Linked DNA regions of Mus musculus: region 2 is linked to region 1. A link is a contact called in public Micro-C data. All regions are on one chromosome and are shown on one strand. Each heading gives the region's core, a stretch centred on a gene start, on an enhancer-like site or on the middle of the called end of the contact. The rest is flanking DNA. Distances are from core to core; before and after follow the strand shown.

Evidence for each region. A called contact is a pair of places that touch in the nucleus more often than the background predicts.
Region 2: a Micro-C map of embryonic stem cells shows a contact between it and region 1, with 14 times the contacts expected there. The contact joins the promoter of Lmx1a here to the promoter of Prrx1 in region 1. A contact is called at or near these places in 3 of 484 Hi-C or Micro-C datasets (embryonic stem cells and epiblasts).

The regions. Positions count from the first base shown.
Region 1 is chr1:163,310,538-163,317,866 of GRCm38.p6, forward strand. It overlaps Prrx1 (paired related homeobox 1), which reads right to left and starts at 3,113. Exons shown (of 4, transcript NM_011127.2): 1 at 1,858-3,113. The coding sequence starts at 2,098.
Region 2 is chr1:167,686,079-167,693,407 of GRCm38.p6, forward strand. It overlaps Lmx1a (LIM homeobox transcription factor 1 alpha), which reads left to right and starts at 3,480. Exons shown (of 8, transcript NM_033652.5): 1 at 3,480-3,772; 2 at 5,903-6,089. The coding sequence starts at 3,697.

The DNA of each region.
Region 1 (7,329 bases), core at 1,863-4,362:
TGAGGCCAGTCTTGGTCCTGCTTTTCCTATGTACCAGCCTTTTGTGGAGCAAAGAGCAGTATTACCCTCTCTTTTCTGACCACCCTGGTCTTCAACACAGCAGTTTCTGCAATACTTGTTTTCTCTTGGCATCGTTTATGGGTTGTGGTGGTGGTGGTAGTATAAAGTTCTAACATTAGCTCTTCAAATAGTGATAACTTTTGAGATCAACAATGAGCCGTGTAGAAACTGTCTTGATAGAATCACAGAGTTCCAGGTACTATCTTCCTAGATATTGTTTTATATTTTGCCCCAGTGAAAATACTCATAGTATTTTGTAGTCCATTTTATTAGAGCTTCAGATACTGTATCCGTGTGATGCTGGCATGTATACCAGGATCAGCCTCCCTCAAACTCTACACAGAATAACTATAGCTCGGAACCTAGCCCTTACCCAGGCTTTGGGGACACTGATTCTTCCTGGGTGTGGTTTAGACTGGTATATATATATATAATTCAAATGGCTAGTTCATATCTCTTTATCCAGCTCATGTGGTGCTCAGTGAGCCCAATCCAGCGTTGACTGTCCCCAAGATACTGCCATCTGAACTACTTCAATCCTAGCAGACTGCAGAACTAGGAGCCACTGCCCTGATCACATAGGGCTCTCCTGTGGCTTCTGTGAGCTTGGTTCCCCCCACTGTGCCCAGGAACCCTTTCCAGCTGGCTCTGATGCCAGTTTGTTTTGAGTGCCTTAAAAATTATTTGGTAATCTAAGAGGGACAGTGCCTTGAGAGAATCGCAGAATGGCAGAGGGCCTTCGGAGCTCTAAAGGAGCGATCAGCACATAATGATAAGGAAAGAGGTCATTTTAGAATGTTCTGCCGGGTCCAGACTTTTGCAACTTCTCTGTACATCTGACTAGAGAATGAGCCCAGGTGACAAGTGTGTTATATACTAAGAGACCACGATATACACTTGCAGTCAGTCTTTTTGTAAAGGTGAAGTTAATAACTGAGATGTGACTAAGGCTGGGGAAGGCAGCTTGTTCATAGACTTTTCTGGAGGTCTAGGGGCCAACAGGCCGTGCTGCACAGGAACTTGGGCCTGCAACCCGCGATTCCCCTATGCAAATATGGTGTTAGACCAAGCCAGGCAGTCTCTGGATTTTGCTTCTAACGAAAATTCTCCTAGCTTCATCAAGGTTTAACTTAATAGGTGGGTTTTTAGCTCTATCTTAAACAAGGTAGAGATGACAGCAGAGGTCAGAGAGCAAGCCTGGGCGACAAGAATTGTGTGTTCCCGCGCTGCCCTTAGTCTTTTCCAGGCTTGGGTCATATGCACAGAGGGTATGCGACCTTAGTCCTGTCTTCCAGGTTCCTCTGAGCACAGTGCTTTCCCTTCAACCCCAGGGAAGACGCGCTCCCAAGCCTGCCCTGCATCTTTGTTCCCTGTTTTCTCTAACCGAGGTGGCTGTGTAGCCTGCGCTCTGGCCGGACCGGACCGCTCCTACCCTGGCGTGGACGCCCCGCCTGCCTGCGGGATTTCTGACCGCCGCTCCGCCCGAACTGGAGATGCAGCCCTGGCGGCTGGAGACAGTGGTGGCCGCAGAATCCCTGCATGGGATCCCCTGGCCTCCCAGCGTCCCTGGGCCTCCGGGTCTCTCTCCAGCGCCCGCTTGGCTTACAGCATTGGGGGAGCCCTCTTTTTCTCATCGGTCTTTCTGCGATCAGCAACCAGCCACTTTTCCCAGGACTCCTAACTTCTTAACGCCTTGTCTCCCCGAAACCGAAGCCTGGAACACGCTCCCGCCGCCCTCCCCGGGCCTCCACCCTGTGTCCCCAGCGCACACTCCCCGGAGCACGCGCCCTCACTCACTGTCCTGCTGAGGGGTGTCGCTGCCACTGGTCAGTCCCGGTGACTCCAGCAGGCTCCGGCCCGCCTCGCCCACACTTTCGTCTGCTTGTGCCGCCACCATGTCCCCGGCCTCCTCCAGGTCTAGCAGGTGACTGACGGAGAAGTTCTTTTTCGCCTGCAGGGTGTCGAGGTTGCCCGGGCTGTCCAAGCGGCCGCCCAGCGCCGGTTGCCGCTCCAGAACGTGCCCGTAGCTGGAGGTCATGGTCTCCCCTCCAATCCCACCCACCCCCCTCTTCCCGCTCGAATCAACACCAAACGCTGTGGGCGTGAGGGGGGAGAGGAGCCGAGTGGGGAAGAAAGAGGGGGGAGTGGAGAGAGAGAGAGAGAGAGAGAGAGAGAGAGAGAGAGAGAGAGAAACAGAGGGTGGGACCCCTTCTGAAGTGTAGAACTTTCGGGACAAGTAACTTTCCCTGCAGCCTCGGTTACTTCGCTAAAGCCAAGTCCAGCGCGGTCCAGAGAGATAATCCACACCAAAAAGTTCAAAAATAAAAACAAAACAAACAACCTATGCTTAGATCAAAAAGAAAAAAAATATCCCTTTCAACTCTTAAAAAGCGTCCACTCGCAGACACTAAAAATAATAATAAGGGGGAGCGAGGAAAGGGGAGGCCAGCGGGGCGGGGGAGTTAGGCAAACAGAAGAGAGAAGAAGGGGTGGAGAGAAGAATCAAAGTGGCTTTAAAAAAATTAGAGAAAGAGGTTAAAAAAAGTTATTCCCCCGGCAAGAGTTCAAGCGCCAACAGAAGAAGGCTTGTTCCAGCTTTAAAATGTCTTCAAGAAAGCGCGTTCCCCCTCTCTGCACTCCTGTGGATTCTCGGGAGTGACTAGAATTTCAGGAGAGTGATGTCTTGCAGATGTATTAGAGAGCAGGATTCTCACTTTACTCTTCGTAAGGAGGAAAAAAAAATAAGAAATAAAGAAGCGGGGCTTCAAGAGTCTGCAGAAGGGTGGCGGTCCCCCTTCCCTCCGCTCTCTCCCCCTTCTCCGTGCGGAGCTCCTTTTCCCTTCTCAGTTGGATCAAGAAGCTCTCTGGCACTTCAAAAGGCACAGGCTGGCATGGAGAGGAGGCTTTGTAGGGAATACAAGAAAATTGGAGACCCCTGGGAGGGCAGATCTCCACTTAATAGGAGCCTGTAATTACGTGGCAAAGCCTTTGTGCGGCGCCTGACGTTTTACAGACCCCCTTTCTCCATCACAATCTCCTACCTCCTTTTCCTCGGACCGAAAAAACAGTCTGATTAAGAAAACCCCTTTGCCAACATCAGAGCCAGAGAGAAAGGGAGAGGGAGGGAGCAAGAGAGGAGGAGGGAGGGAGGAAGGAGGGAGGGAGGGAAAAGGGAGGGAAGCTAAGGAGAGAGCCCCTTTGGATTTTTAAAATAAAGGTCTAATTATCATTCCCTTGCAGTAGTATCACAGAGAGAAAAGTGCCCGAAACCCGCAGTCACTTTAAAACGGGGCTGATTATTTTGTTTCAGCATTAACTCCTCCGGATTTGTTTGAGATCCTCTTGGAATATCTCATTTGCATGTTTTGATAACAGCTGAGGGCAAACTTGTTAGGAAAAGAAAAAAGAAAAAGGAACAGGGAAAAGATGCACATCTATAACAGTCAAATCTGCGGCTGCACCGCCCCCCAGTAACTTTTCCTGCAGCTTTGTTTTGGCGGAGAGCGCAGGGAGAGTCTGAGACTGAACGGCAAAAAAGAGCAAGCCTATTAAAGCTCGTTTGGCTCTGTAGAGACAGCCTATTAAATAATGTAATAAAATAACAAGAGCGATAATAACGGGAGGCTCTCTACGATCTAAAGACGGCTTGGGCAGATCCAGAAGTCTTCAGCTTCGAATGGATTCGAGACTTTCGCTGCCACCAGAAATCCCCAGGCTTCAGACAGTAGAAAATTTACATATTCATTAAACCAGAAGAAAGTCCGTCCTGATAATTCCCCTACCTTTGCCAATGTTCTAATTTCTTGCTCGTAGCCGAGGCTGCCCCAGATCAGAGCAGACAGGAACACTGGGGCTGAAGAAGTTGGGGGGAGCAGGAGGAGCTGGGGGTGGGGTGGGCTCTGTGCTAATCTGTATCCAGTTCGGTGAGGCCCTGGCAAACACAGAGACTGAGGAAGGTCGAAGTCTATGACCAGGCTTGACAGAGGGCAGAGCGGTGCTGGACGGTGTTTTCATGACCTGTTGGAATCTGGTAACAGCTTTAATAGTCTCATTAGGAATGAGTTACTATATGGCCAGTAAGTAAAATAGTATGTGCTTATTTGTGGCGTTTTATGTTCTTTAAACACACACATACATACGTTTCCCCTCGCTCCCCTGATTGCTAGATTTCCCCTTCTCCTGTAGCTATGAGATTGAATTGAAAAGAAGGAAGGGTCCCAGTGTGTATAAATGGTTTCTGTGCTCCAAACGGCCATAGTTAGCCCAGAACTTCCAGCCCTGATCTGGGAAAAGAACATTTGATGCCATCAAAGGGCTGTAGATTGAAACCAGATGTGCGCGCCTCGGTTCTTTCCATGCATTTAATTAAGGAGCCAGGATGGAGGAGACTTTTTCATCATTAGTCCACCCGCCGCCCCCTCCTTTTTCCACCCCTCGCCTCGCTCCAGCCACTCGTGCCGTGCCCCCGACCGGCAGCCCCCAGCCCCGCCAAAGTGCTCTGGTCGCCCCTGCTCGGCAGCTCAGGCTCTGAGCCGCGAAGGTTTGTCTGCCGGAGGGCATCTAAGCCAGAAGAGCTGGTTCTTGCGCTGGGGACTTGCCCGTGGGTGGGCCAGACAGAGTGGGGACTTGAGTATCCTGAGGTGCTTTCGGAGATGCCAACGGTGAGACTCCTAGAGCCTAAAGTGCCTGGAGTGGAAGCGACTCGATGGTCAGGTTAAAGTGGCATATTTCCACCGGTGTCTCTGGAACTCTCTGCTCCCTTAGGGGAAAGGAGACACCCTTTCTCTCTTCCTAAGGCCAGACAGCATCAGTCTCTCCCATATCTTCTCAGACTGGAGGCTCATGCGCTCCATCTTTACTTACACAGATGGATTCCTTTTTCTTTCAGACGTGAGGATTGCCATTTGTGACCAAATCCTGAGTAAAAGATCAGGACTTCTAGCACCCTAGATATTGCCTCCAAGAAGTATCCTTGTTTCTGTTTGCAGCCAGTATGGTTGATACTCCAGAAGACTGTCAAGGAAAAGAGATCAGAGACCATCCCCAGAAATATCATTAAGTGCCTTTCCTTGCATTCCGCCTTTTCTCCAGGAAGCAGGCACATTTTGAAAAACCGCAGCTGGTTACCCATGTTCCTATCAACCAATTGCTACAGTATCAACCTGGGTATTAATGGTTTCTATGGGAACATTTAGATACATTTCTAACATCTGTGTAGCAAATTTGTTTAGATAATAACAAATATAGCATCTAGCATATATAGAAAATGCAAATGTCTGGTATTTTCCTAAAGGTCAGAGGCAAACCAACTACTGCCACTTGCTGACTTCCCCTCCCCCATTGTTCTAGAAACCTGTAGCAAGGAGAGGTATACTAGAAAGGTGTCCTTTGACATCTGTGGGCACAGAGTGTGCTCTAGTCCTCCAAACTGGGGCTCTGGAGTTCCACAGAAACCTGTATCTGCTGGTGCCTAGGGAGGGCAAGGGAGGCGGCTAGGCTACCTAACAACCTTGTTTAGCATTCCTTAGAGGCTGTGCTAGCTCAAAAGACTCCTGGAACCTTTTGTTCTTCCTAGAAGGTCTCCTGGGCTTCAGCTGTGTGCACTAAGCCCTTTTGTCTGGCCAGAAAACTTAGACTATCCCTTGCAGTCAGGGGGAAGGATTGGCTGGACTGGGAAAAGCCCCTCTGAAGCAAGTCCTCTAGGAAACCCACACCCTAAGGAACTTTTGTTACCCCAGGCCTTTTCAGGTGTTTCTGGGTCTGCTCTTTTCTTGTCTTTCCTTTCCCTTCTTCTTCTTCCTCTTCCTCCTCCTCTTCTTCTCTGTCTCCATCTCTGTCTCCAGCTCCATCTCCTCCGCCTCCTCATCCTTCTTCTTCTTCTTCTTCTTCTTCTTCTTCTTCTTCTTCTTCTTCTTCTTCTTCTTCTTCTTCTTCTTCTTCTTCTTCTTCTTCTCCTCCTCCTCCCCCTCCTCCTCCTCCTCCTCCTCCTCCTTCTTCTTCTCCTCCTCCTCCTCTTCCTCCTCCTCCTCCTCCTCCTCCTTCTTCTTCCTCTCTCTCTCTCTCTCTCTCTCTCTCTCTCTCTCTCTCTCTGTCTGCAATTTCAACTGGATTGGATCTGCATCCTGATTGTGTTTACATATGGCATTTGTGTTTTCTTGAGATTCTGGATTGCAACTAAAGACAGTAGAATAGCCCTAGGAGGAAATGTAAGACATTTACATCAGAGAACATTTACATCACATCTGAGCTGTGTGCTTGGGCAGGAGAAGGTGTTCCCAGGTCCCATGGAGTCAACACAGTTACTGCTCTACCAAGCACACTCAGCTCTGGGCCAGGGAGGGCTTTGTTTGTTTGTTTTTGCCTCTTATCTCTTTTATGTCCAGGCTCTAGGATCGATTGTTGGCTGCAGGGGCAGAGCAAGGAGAAAAAAGTTGAACCTAGTTCTCTGGGCTCAGGGCTCAAGGCTCAGTGCTCAGGCTGCAATTACCAGGAGAGCCAAGAACTTTCAGAATTCCAGAACAGAGTAACCATCTGGCAGAAATGCTCAGGAGAGGAAGCTGTGGCTACCAGTACACAGTTATCTTCAAGGAAGGCTGCTGGCCAGGCCTGAGCACTCTGAAAGTCCTAGAGGAAAGTGGCTTGGGTTTGCCTTTGTCTTTCTTTAATCACCATTTTGTCTTCCAAAGTGACCTCCTTGGAGGAAGGTTGGAACATGTGTAGGCTTTCCCTTGCCTTTAACTTTGACTCCTACCCATCAATCATTATTTATAAAAGTCTGTAACCTTGGATGACGTAACTTATAGAGTTCTCTTCCTAGTAAGTCCATCCAGTATTGGGCACTGGATTTCTACCCACTTTCTGGTCTAGCCCCTCTAAAAGCATTTTTGTTTTCAGACTTCCCACCCTGACCTCAGTGGGAGCAAAGGTAGAGCTAGGAATGAGAGTTGCCAAGAGACTAGACTAGGGTAAGAAGGAATTTTGGTTGACAGCCATGTAGCATTGGGTGGTCCTGCCTACAGGCTTGATAGTGATTATTGTCTAGGATGTTCCTGGTGCAAGAAGCTCGCAGACCATTGCTTCATCTGGTTAACAGGATGTCCCCCACTCTAGGCAGCCCCCCCTCTGAGCGAGAAGCCGAGACTTGTGCTCTCTGACATCTTAATTTGCTGACATGATAATCACACATGACAAACACAGGTTCCCTGATACATAAAGAACACGGTATTACCCTCATGCAAACAACACGCCATGTCAGGGGTGGAAGTGCTT
Region 2 (7,329 bases), core at 2,230-4,729, 4.4 Mb after region 1:
TCATAGATCTATGCTGCTATCAGTCTTGGTTAGAGAAGGTTCACAGAGGGTAGCAAAAAAAGTAGAGACTTATAACTAGCTCACATGCTAAGAATAAATGACTGCATTACTGTGTATGCTCAGCCCCGTGTGCGACATATATACTTGCCCCCCAGTCATCAGGCCTCAGGAATAGGGAGTATCATGGAAGAATAGGTGGAAAGAGTTTAAGAGCTGGCAGATGGGAGGAGTACTGTGATTAGCTGTGTCCCGGGTGTGAAATGGCTCTTGCTCAAGTGGACCCACAGAAGCCATGTCACACCCACAAGATCTACACAAGATCAATCCAGTCAAAATTCAAGTGTGAGAAACTACTGGCAGACTTAGCAAGGTGGAACGATTTTTTTTCTGGGAGTCTGGCCACGGATGGGTTTCGTGCACACAAGACAGCACTTGTTAGACCCAGCAGGTTGCACTGAAAACCAAAAAGAAAAGGACACAAGAAGATGTGTTGGGGGAGGTCTGGGAAGTGAGGATGGATATGATACAAATATATTGGCTATGTATAGAAGTGGGGGAAAGCCACTTGGAACTGAGATTTTTTTTTGCTTATGGAACCTTCCCTGTAGGTTCAGACTACAGCAGAGAGGGTCATTCACCCCTCAGCCAACGAAACACTATTTGTTAAGGCATCTATGCACTTCTGTACTGAGGCAGAACTTACAATGGGATTGTGAGACGTAGTACTTATCTGAAGTGCCCAAACCAACTGGGGGAAAGACAGACTTGGGTGTGCTACACTAACCAGGCTTTCTTCCTGATGCCAGAACCACCAAAAAGACTCAGATCAAACACCATCTATTTATCCATCATCTGGATATTCGCTACTGGATATTTCTTACCCAGTAGTTAAATATGTTTCGTAAACTCAAGACTCTTAGTTAAACAAAAACTCAGCTGGGCACTTAAAATAATATTTCTTGTGGGTGTATGCTGTGTTCTTTTTTTCTTAAAAAAATTCTATCGTATATATTATCTCAAGAATACATGTAATTTATCTCTACCCCCATATCCTGTTCTATCTGGATGGCAGACATGACAAAGGTCAGGTGTTAGAAGACATACCAATAGCCACCTGTTTAACAGCAGAGAAATCTCCTGGCTGTATTAAGCCCCAAAGATTTGTCTAGGACAATAGATAAAATTATTTGTTCTGTCTACCTCACAGGTTTGTCATAGAGATCAAGCAAAACCATGAATATAGGAGCACCCTAAAAAGTTTAAAGCAGTATTCTAATATAGGGTATTAAACTCTCTGCCCTTTCCCCTTGTTCCTCTAAAGTCATATTCTGCGTTTGGCGTGTGCTTGCAGATAGAACACACTTAGGATGCTGCGGGTGGGCAGGGTGTGTGTGTGTGTGTGTGTGTGTGTGTGTCCCTAAGCACAGAAGAGCTTGTTGGACATAAGTTCAGGAAGAGATCTTTTCCTTGGTGAAGGGCACTAGGGAATACTTGCTTACATGGTATGTCTTCTGACCATGCTATAGCGCTGGATTACTGCCACCGAGTTCCTCGCAGTGTAGAAGTGAGGGTGCCCTAGAGAAGCCCATGGAATTGGACCTCCCAACGGTGTTCTGGAGAGCAGGCTAGAATTTCACGTGGACAGGTGTCCCATTTCCTTAGGGCAACCCGAACACTGAGACTATAATTTTCCCCACCTTAAAATTTAAAGATTAGATAAGTTGGCTACGGAATAAAGATTGGCACAAAATTAATGGTCGATAAAATGTTAGCCAACGCAATGATGTGTTTATTGAGTCACTTGGCCCCAGGCTTTTCTTGGAATAGAGGAGCAAGACCCTGTTCCTGCCTCTAGAGAGGCTGGAGGGCTGTCGCTGCAGAATGTTATGAATCACAGGGAATTAAAAACTGCCCCCAGGATCTTCTTTTCTAAGAAAAGTCCCCTTGGCTGACTTCTAGTCTAGCATCCAGCCAGCAGGATAGGATAGAGGGAGCCTGATTCAAGGTTTGGCCATGGGTCCCATTATTGCATTTCCCAGCAGTGAAGTAGTTTCAGCCAGAAACGGTGAGTTGAGTTTTAAGCCAAAACAAATTTGTAAGTTGCAGGAGCAAGTGGGTGAATGAAAATCCGAAGAGCTTGGAGCTTCTGGTGCCAGAGTTCACAAAGCAGAGAGGATTGGGGTTGGGGGCTCTAGGCGATCCCCGCGACCTCCAGGTGTCTGAGGTTAGTCATCACTTACGGTGCAGATCCGAGAGCAACCGGATCCCCATCCCGCCCGCGTGAAGTCTAGGTGGCACGGATCTCTGCCGAGTCTGGGGTGTAGCTCCCCCGGGGCAACCGTTCCACGTGGAGAGAAGGAAAAGTTTGGCGCGTCCGGGAGGTCCGGGCAGCAGACTGGAGCATCAGGCTGTAGCCTCGCGGTGGGTCGAGCAGCCAAGCCGGGGAAACAGAGCACCGCGGGCCCCGCCACGGGACGCGCTCCCAGGCCCCCGCCCTGCGCACCCCACCCCCTTCCCGGGCCGCGCACGCAGCCAGCGGCCACTGTCAGAAACCGCCCGAGCCGCCTCGAAGAAGGCAGGGCGGACTTTGCACCCAGGACCCTGGGCCTCCGGTTCCACCGCCGATCTTGGAGCAGCCGCCTGGTTTCCCCTTCCCGGCTGCAGAGCGGCGCGTGTTGGCGGGACGTCCCGAGGAGGATCGGCGGCTTGAGGCCACGGCCCGGCCCCACTCCGGCGCGCCGAGGAGCGGAATCGGGGGCCGGCGTTCGCTCCTGCTCTCTCCCGGGTGCGCCGGAGTCCGGGCGGCTGCTCTGGCTGCAGCCTAGGGGACGCCTCCTCCCTCCGCCAAAGCTGCCCGGCGTCTCCCGGCCACTTCGCGCTGCTCCGGACGCTGGGCGCGAGCTCGCCCATCAGGTAAGGAAGGCTGCGGGGATCCTTAGGCTCCGGCTCGGGCGGGCGTGTTTCTGAAAGTTGATTTGAAATGCATCCAAGAGTGAACCGGGCCAGTCGCGGCTCCTCCCCAAGGCGACTCCTTTGCTCCTGCAGACGTTCCCGGCACTGGCCGACCGGCGGGAGGACCTCCCCGCGCGCCCCGCACGCCTACTCCCGAGCGCCCCCCCCCCACCCCCCAAGCAGAGCGCTGCGCCAGGAGTACGGAAGCAGGCGGGACAGTCTCCGAGTCCCTTACTCTGCCTCTCTCTAAGACAGGTGAGGGTCGAAAGTGAGTGGTGGTGCCACTGGGATATCGGACCTGGTTGGTCCCGGCTTGGCCCTGGCTCTGAGAGCAGGCGTACCCCCACCCCATCACACAGAGTACCATAGTTCTAGTGGTGGGATCCCTAGGGGCCACATTAGTATAGGATGGGGCGGAGTCGGTCTTGGAATGGGAAACCTGGGGACAGGGGTGGGGGTGGGGGTTAGGAGAACGCAGTTAGGGGGCGGAGGCCTTAGCACATAACGCGTTGACTTCAAGTGAAATCAGAGCCGTCCGAGCAGTTCACGGTGGCTCTTCTCTCTCCTCCCACCTTACATTTCCCTTGTCTGGACTCTACCCTCTAGGCTCATTCTTGTCGCCCTGGACACTGCTTCTGTCCTGTCCCAGGAGAGTGGCAACTGAGGGTGCGGAGTCCCAACAGGCACGGGAAGCTAGACTCAACCGTTCCTCCGCTCTACAGGTCCTCCTGGCTCACCCCGAACATGTTGGACGGCCTGAAGATGGAGGAGAACTTTCAAAGTGCGATTGAGACCTCGGCATCTTTCTCCTCTTTGCTGGGTAAGTGTTCAACCGCATGCTCCCTAGAGCATCCTCCTTCTGCCGGGGCCGGGAGCTCAGTACGTCAGGTCTCTGATACTGGGTTAAGCGACCAGACTAGCACCCTCTTCGCGCGCACACAGAGGTGCCCACAATCTCTGTCTTTCCGTGTCCATCAGTCCTTTTGAGTCGTCCCTACCTAAATACAACCATCAAGCCTCCCCAGGCTTCACGAGTTCAACATCGAATTCCCCAAAGCCTTGAGGGGCGGGCGAGCATGTTCACAAGGCATTTGAGTGGCAAGTGATTAATAATACCCAGGGCTGGATTTTTAATCACGGAGCTGATCGACGGCTCATAAATGCCACCGGTTTCTCAGAGGCCTGTGTCCTAGCATGAGAGATCCGAGGCCCAGAGCGCCCAGGTTCTTCTCTTCCCCCACCAACTGCAGCCCCAATTTTAGTATTGGGCATGGCCGAGAGGCTTTTCCGGGCTGGTGGGCAGCGCTGCGCTGGGATTAGCTTGCACGGCGGGGCCCTTGCCTGGTCTTTAATTAACTGAAGCCGGACCCCTGTTCCGCAAGCTTGGTATCCCTCTACCCCCAACCCAGCCACTTCGAAGGAGCAGAGAATAGAGAGATCCAAAGAGTCATACCCATGGGTCTTTCAGAGTTCAGGCTTGTTTTGCCAGTGTCTCTTCAACTCTCCCTTTGGAATTTTCAAGTTTGGAGAAAAAAATGTTTTGTTTTGTTTTGTTTTTAAATTTTCTTTCTTCCTGTGTTTCTTCCCGCTTCTTTCTGAAGGAGAGATTTTTCTTTTATTTAAACCTCTTGCCTCTTTCTCTAACTTTAGAACCAATAGAGTGGGGCTGAAAAAATTTCGATTATAGAAACCATGTCCAGAGAGAAATCGCCCACTCCACCCCAACAGTTCAGAGGAAACGAAATTACAAAACCCATGCCCTCTTCTTTCAACCTCCCTTTCGAAATTGTCAGGATTTTCTCCCCAGAGCAAGAAGGAAGACGCAGGCTAGAGCCTGTGTGCGGACTCAGGCACACTGGGTTTGGTTCTCTGCACCATGAGACCCGCGACCCATCCTATGGTTTGTCCCAACCATAGGATGGGGTGCTGAGACCAAGACAACAGAAATTTACAATTGAGAACGACCACTTTCTCCCCAGGCCTTCTTGCTGGCTTCCCACCACACAAAACGACCTGTCCAGCTTACAAAGCAGAAAGTGAGATTAGTGTAGTGGTATGGAGAAGGATCGTCCCTTTGGGACATCACAGACAAGAGTGTTCTTGTGGGACAAGGGCTTCTTTAAACGGTTGTGAAAATTGTCAACAAAGGCGGCCAAGTATTTCTCCCTTGCTTGTTGGGGGCAAGGGGGGGGGCTGGAACAAGACCCGAAGGGAAAAAGTCAAAAAGGTCAAAGGGTAGGGCAGAGAAGATTCTCTGACTGAGCTAAGAGGTTTGTTGCTCCAATCAGCGCTTCTGAGCGCAGAAGATCTAGAATTCTCTGGCCAGCACCCTTCTCAGGGTCTCTGCGCTCAGCTATTATTTTTCCCCATCTTGACGTTTCCTAATTATGAAAAGCCACCTGCAATTTTCACGCCAAACAAGACATAGGAGAGATTCACTAGTTTGCACAGTACTGAGCTCACGTAGGGAGAGATGGTATTTTTCTGCCCCCGCAGGCCGCCTTTTATGAAGAAAACAGAAAATGATAATTTTCCTTAAAAAAATAGAACTCAGTTGCAAGCAAATTATTATCGATCATTTAAAAGTAGTCAAAGGACACAAATACAGTGATTTAATGATTAATGACGACTTGAGAGTCCTGGGAGCACAAATTTATATGTAATCTAATTTAAAGGCGTAGTGAAAGCTCGCAATATACCTGGATCTGTCTAATAACTAAGACCATTTATTGACTTCAGCCCCCTCCCTCGCTAAAATTTATACCTTGCTACTTAGTCTTTATGTATTAGTAACGTCATCGTCACTTGGTTTGATTTTTCGGAATATCTGATCATCAGAGGAGCTTCCTGAGGGTGCAAGGCCCAGGGTGGGTCTAATCCTATCGAGAGCAGGTTTGGCTGGGGTTAGCTTGCCGGTGTGGCTCACCGGCAACATCTGTTGCTGTTGTAGGCAGAGCGGTGAGCCCCAAGTCTGTCTGCGAGGGCTGTCAGCGGGTCATCTCGGACAGGTTTCTGCTGCGGCTCAACGACAGCTTCTGGCACGAGCAATGCGTGCAGTGTGCCTCCTGCAAAGAGCCCCTGGAGACCACCTGCTTCTACCGGGACAAGAAGCTCTACTGCAAGTACCACTACGAGAAGTAAGTGCCTGCTTCGCCGGAGCGCGCCCACTCACCTCCACGGGTGTGCGCTGGGGACCGTGTCCTCCTGCACCCTCTTCGAGGAGGCACTCGCAGGAAAGGCCAGTAAATCTCGCGCATCCGCGTTCGGTACACTCCCCGGGTTGCGGGAAGTCCATCCGTATGCACAACTTGGGGCCCGGGAGAGCCGCAATGCGGGGTTTTTGGTTTTGTTTTTGTTTTGCCGCGAACATATTTTCAAATCATTCCAAGTTCATCAACCCGGGCCAGGGCATTCACAGAGATCACTTTGCCGGGGAGCGGGGAGCTAGCGACTAGCGACCCTTTTTTTCCATTTCATCTTTCTCAAGGGTTTGCATGGCTCTGGAGTTTGTGCCCATCAGTAAGGATCGGGTGGTTTCTGTCCCGTGGGCACATTTTTTTTTTCTCCTGGGCTTGATCAAATCAGGTTTGGAAATGACCTTTTTTGCCCTGCACCCTTGTTTGGCGTTTCCAGTAACCCCCTCTTCGGGTTTTCAGGAGTTCGTAGGCTAGAGGGAAACTGTTCTGCAGAGCGTCTCCACCCTGTTCTAGACTAGGGAAGTTATCTGACAGGACGCATGTTCGATGCTCATATCAGCATGCAGAACTGGGAGGCAGGTAATGAAGAGAGCGAGCGGTTCTTTTCCCAATCTGGATTTCTGAAATACCCTTGGGATTGTGGTGTGTGTGGTAGGATGCCCTTATTGTCAGAAGACTGGCCAGGAGGAGCCCTGCGGAAGTAAGGAGAGGAAGCTGTCTTGCATTTCAACACTGGCCAATTCATAGGGACATTGGATTCCTAGGATTGTGGAGGGCTAGCCAGAAAGAAAAATGGCTCAGAGCTCTTCTGTTTTTGTGCGCAAGGGCTGGCATATGTTGATTGTGTGTGCATGCATGCGTGTGTGTGTGTGTGTGTGTGTGTGTGTGTGTGTGTGTGTGTGTACACGGAGGAAATGCAGCCCCTTTCACTCCACTATGTGGAGAGAGGCTGAGGAAGGTCAGCGTGTGCCTGTGCCTGTGCCTGTGACGACGACGCACAGTGAAAAGAAGTGCAAAGGAGGGTTGGCTATCAAAACAAAAAACACAGGGGAAAGGAAGAACAGAGGAAAAAAAAATGGACCAAGTTAGACGCAGCAGCCACCACCACCCTCTCTGCTACTCAGTCCTCCTGCTCCGACATAAAATGCCTGACTTTTACCTCCGTGTGGAGAGACCACCA